Linked DNA regions of Gossypium hirsutum: region 1 is linked to region 2. The links are chromatin contacts, called in public Hi-C maps. All regions are on one chromosome and are shown on one strand. The core of a region is the stretch at or near the end of the contact, and the rest is flanking DNA. Distances in the headings are between cores, read along the strand shown. Region 1 has its middle 18 kb from the start of LOC107927121. Region 2 holds the start of LOC107927072 (zinc transporter 6, chloroplastic).

Region 1 (2,700 bases), core at 54-2,553, 100 kb after region 2:
CTTCCTTTGATTGTTCAGCAATGAGTTTCCCGATTATTTTGCATGCATTGTGGTCTGTGAGTGATGCCAAATTGTTTCTAAGATCCTTGGCATTCGTGGTTGCGACTAATATTACTTTGCTTGTACCTCGATGCATCACTTTTGCATGAATAAATTTCTTCGAAAAGAAAACATTTAGTAGAAATGGCCTCATATACATATCAGTCCTTTGTTTCCATGATTTCCTATTGGGTTGCTTTGCAGCTTCACCACGTGATCTCCTGGTCCAGGCAGCTTGAACAAAAGGACCCTAAACATAAATGCCAAACAAAATTAACTTGGATTCTTTTTTGCTTCCTCCAACGGATTTAGTGGGAGCTCAGTGTGTGAATTGTCCACTAAATATGCACAACAGGAAATCATAACTTACTATCATATAACAAATCAAAACAAACACCTTTCCAACTATTCAACATAAAAGCAAAATCCGAACAATTTCAGATCCTAAAGTGTTAAACCGTACAAAGATCCATTTGGATTCAAAAGAGTGACTAAAATTATCAGCCAGATGTATTATGCTTTACTAAAAAGGACAAATTCTGCAGTACGAGTTCACAAGTTCACATATTTTGAGGTGAAAGTACCACAAAAGGTCCTGTACTAAGAGTCAGATTGCATTTAACCCCCTTTACTAAAAAAAAGGCCAATTAGTCCCTATATGTTAGATCAAAGAACAAATTGGTCATTTATGTTAAAATTCATCAATTTTTACTCTTCAAAACTAGTGTGGCTAACCAAATAACTAGACAGTTATACATGGCATGCCACGTGTACCTTAAGCTAACGTATAAAGATAAGTTTTTAACAGTAAAAAATGATGAAATTGTTAATAGAAAGACTAGTTTGCTCACTGATCTAATCTATATGACTAATTTGCCCATTTTTTTTAGTAGAAGGGAAATATACAATTTGACTCATAGTATAAGAGCCTCCATGGTACTTCTACCCATATTTTGATCATTGATCATACTATAATAAAACCCAACCCCATGGAACATCAAGAACAATGATGAGAGGAGATTTTTATTCTCTAAATTTAAACAAAACCTAAGCTCAAAAACATTTTGTTTTGGAGCTTGCTAGTAAAATTCAGCAATGATGTTAACTGCCCCTGTGAACAAGCCGGTAAGTAACGAAACAAACCTCAAGGCAAGATGTTATATCTTCTCAACCATCAAAACATGAGCACCATGATATTCTTTAACTCCAGAGAATGGAAGTAAGATTTTATAACCTTTTCATCGGGAACAGGGTGTACTTCACATCATTTGCCTCGAGATAAATCTCTACAGCGCAAAAAGGCTGTTTAAAATCTTCTAGGTCTAGGCATATTCGATACAAACAATAATGATCCGATTTCTAAATTATGAAACTTTATTTGGCATAGTATATATCTCTACTTTCATACAGAAAAGAGATTATCCCTTCCAAACCAGTAAACTCTTATCAACTTCATACGACATCTTTGAGTTTCAATTAGAAGAGTATATCAACAAAAGGGCTCCGCCGCAAAGGACAAGCTTATAAAATATTGTCTTACAAACATCACCTCGTGGAACAAACCAGCAGGCAAACTGGAATTAGTAAACCAAAAAAGGTAAGTTTTGAGACAACATTTTGTTATATAATTTTCAAGAAATCGAATTTCATATTTACCAGGTCAGCTCTAACACATTTTGCAGACTCTCGAACACCTAATATCACCATATTCAACTGCTAAACGCTCTGATTTACTCAGTTACAGAATAGAGAGTTTTGATTCCAATTATAACAAAGAATATATCCAACTCCACATGCTTAAATTTGGAGTGCATGACTGGATTTCCTACAACTGCTATCGCTGCTGAGCTATCATATCAAATCAGCGCCTTTGGTAAGTTTGGAAGACACAATTCAGTTAACAGGGACTGAATCCACGTCATTTCAGCAGTGACATGTGCAACACTCCTGTATTCCGCCTCTGCTGTGGAACGAGACACAACATGTTATTTCTTCGAGCTCCACGAGACCGGATAACCTCCAAGGAAGATACAATACCCAGAGGTGGACCTTCGATCGTCAATGTCCGACTCCCAACTCGCATTAGAGTAACCTTCAAGAAGGAATTTGGAAGCGCGAGTAAATTGTAATCCGTAGTTCAATGTGCCTTGTAAATAACGTAGTATCCGCTTGATTGCTTTGAGGTGACCAGTTAGTGGCTTATACATGAATTGACACACCTTGTTGACTGATTAGGCGATGTCAGGCCTGGTGATCACGACATATTGCAAGGCACCTAGGATGCTTCGATATTGATGGTCATCTTCAAGGGAGCTTCCTTCCTCAGCAGCCAGACGATTAGTAGCAACCATCGGTGTTGGGAGAGCATTTGATCTGTCCATAGCTACTTTTTGAAACAAGTCTCTGATGTATTTAGCTTGAGACAGAACTATCCCATTCGACGTGTACTTGACTTCAATACCAAGGAAGTAGCTCAACTGTCCAATGTCCTTCAACGCAAACTGAGCATCAAGTGTCTTGACAAATCGATCAATTTCCTGTGAGTTACTGCCTGTAACAATGATGTCATCAACATACACTAAAACGTACAACAAAGTATCCCCTTAGTGTCGAATGAAAATCGAGCTATCAACCTTGGAAGTATCGAACCCCATGGCCACC
Region 2 (2,700 bases), core at 119-2,618:
TAATACATATTAATAATATTTATCAAATAAAATTTATATTTTTCAAATATAATAATAATTAATTTCATTCCTTGGTTAAAAGTAAAACAAAGATAAATATAAAATTACAAAAAATCAAATTTTAACAATTTTAACATTAAAACAAATTAACAATATATATAAATTAAATAACTTGTAAGAAATTATTAACAATATTATTTAAATTATAAAATATTAATATTAATATTCAAATCATGATGAATTTTTGTATTATTTTAATATTATATGTTTTTAAAATTAAAAAATTAATATAACTAAATGTAAATTAGTTAAATATTTTTAAAAATATTTTATAATTACATTAAATGTTAATTAATTAATTATTTTTTAAAGAAATTCATTAAAAAAATTTAAACAAAAATTAATATTATAAAAAAATTAAAAATTTAATATATATATCGCACAAAAATACAAACATGTAATTAGAAAATTCCAACACCATAAGAATAAAAAAAATCCAAAATAAATATAAAAATAAAATTCCAAAATTAATATAATGCAATGACGGAAAGCTGTAATTTAACCATTTGTAATAAAAAGTAAAAATAAAAAGGGATTTTTTCCCTCTTTTTTGGTTACCTGAGCAATACAGCCACCAAGACCCATGCCTTCAAAGACTTGGTGAAAAGCCAGTGCTGCAACCAGCGGTCTAATCGTACACTGATTTTGCGACATCCCCATCGTCGCTCCGATGACCACTGAATGAAAAATTATCCCAATCTCCAATACCTGCGACACCAGCTTCTGCTTAAGCTTCACCAATTCCTCGTTCGGCAAATCCTTCTCCACTTTCTTTCCGGTCGTCCCCTCCTGTGTTACCACCGGCAAATACTCTCCGGTTGGCTTACTCTGACCGTGCTCCACGTGAGAGCTCGCCGTCAAGTCGACGAAAAGAGCCAGGAGGGCTCCGAGTAACGTGACCAGCCCAGCGAAAGGGAAATCCTTCCACGGATGACGGGAAGCGACGTGGCAATCGGAGAGAGCAGCGAAGGCTTCGGGGAGGACGTGAACTAAGGAGGTCGAGAGGATGACGCCGGCGGCGAAGCACTTGATTACCAAAATCGCCTTGTCGTAAACGGGTTTGCCTTGGAAGTAACGAGCTAGGAAGATAGGGGAAGATATGCCGACGATGCTGGAGATGAAGATTACTACAAGAGAGATGAGCTTTAGGTGTGACGCGGCAGCGCTGTCACGGCAGCCGAGGGTTCGAGCGGCGTCAGTCACGCACGGAGACATGGCTTTAATGGCTACTACTGTAAGAGAAATGGAAGTGGGAGCATGCATCAAGAGGACGAAAATTGATGATTTAATTAGGGATGGGGGTTGATGGGGCCCAATTTGAAGAAAATGTTAGTGTGGTATTAATTAGGGACAAAATTTTCCTCCATTTTTCCTTTTTCCTCTTTGTTTTTAGTGTAGAAAATTAATGAAGAAAATGTTACTTGATATGAATTTTCATTGCAATTAAAAAAGAATCAAAATATATCAAAGTTTGTGCTTCAAAACATTATTCGATATTTAATTCAAGAATTCAACAAAGACAGTGTAAGGTTAAAAATAAAAATAAGAAGTGTTAAAGGTCCTATCTAAAATGGAGTTGAGATTTTGGTGTTTATAGCTAATTATTGGGTTACCCTTTTATTATTGAGATTTAACATATTATCAATGAATAGCTTATTGAGTGGTGTGTTGTATTTGTTTTAAGATCATTATCAATTCATTTTCGATAGGGAAGGGAAGATGAATCTACCTTATGCCACATAGTATCGCTATGCTAGCAAAGGGATTTTTGAAAGTTAGTTGATTTTTACTTGGCAGATATAAGTTCATATATAAAGTAAGTTGCAACTAGATTAAGCGACTAATGTAGAAAAATAAAGATGGACATTAGAACATTGTTCACATAGTTAGGGGTTAAGTTAGAAATTTTTGTTGGAATGGTCAAATTTGAATTATAATTTTTTGAGAGAGCTAAAAATGTTATTTCATCATTGTATTAACATAAAATTTTACAATTTTTCCTAGGATTAAACTATAAACATTTCATTTTGGAGAGGCTATAGTTGAACTTTAAATTTTTAAAAGGGGCTAAATTATAATTTTTACCATTAAATTAACTTAAAACTTGCAATTTCTAAAGAGACTAAAGGGTTAATTTTTCCTTTGAAGGGGGCTAGGGCCACTATCTACCCCCTTTAGCTCTACCCCTACACACAATTCATAAATTTCTTATGTTTCCAAGACCTTACCCAAAGAGATATTCCACTATGCATCAACAAGTACAAGCTACTATTTAAGTCCTACTCACTCACCAAATAACAATATTACTCTATAGTCTAAAAGGATCACTCCCCCTCTAAGTCTTTCCCCTTACAAGCTTAGATGTAAACTAAGTAACTCACTTTAGTTTACTTACAAAATTGCATTCAAAATAACATTTCCTATTTGAACAAACAAAGTGCTCTATTAGCACTTTACTAACCCAAACTAGTTGTGTGTATATACAAGAAATGTGGTTTAACACCCTTAAAATTGTTATACTTTAAAAGCAATAATAGATCGAGATTGAGTACAATTGATTTCTCACTAAAATAAAATAAGGAAATGAAAGTTGTACAAGCCCAAATTTACCCGGGGCCCAATATGGTCCAAATAAAAACC

Evidence for each region. A called contact is a pair of places that touch in the nucleus more often than the background predicts.
Region 1: a contact with region 2 is called in a Hi-C map of leaf, with 2.9 times the contacts expected there. The contact joins the enhancer-like site here to the promoter of LOC107927072 in region 2. A contact is called at or near these places in 11 of 34 Hi-C or Micro-C datasets (callus, hypocotyl, leaf and 2 more).

What each region holds. Positions count from the first base shown.
Region 1 is chrD03:50,219,503-50,222,202 of Gossypium_hirsutum_v2.1, forward strand. No RefSeq gene overlaps it. Among protein-coding and RNA genes, the nearest start is that of LOC107927121, 18 kb to the right of the region's middle. Within about 2 kb of position 1,304, at least 1 of the 9 cell types and tissues checked has an H3K27ac peak or open chromatin away from gene starts, as enhancers often do.
Region 2 is chrD03:50,115,753-50,118,452 of Gossypium_hirsutum_v2.1, forward strand. It overlaps LOC107927072 (zinc transporter 6, chloroplastic), which reads right to left and starts at 1,369. Exons shown (of 2, transcript XM_041090412.1): 1 at 619-1,369. The coding sequence starts at 1,323.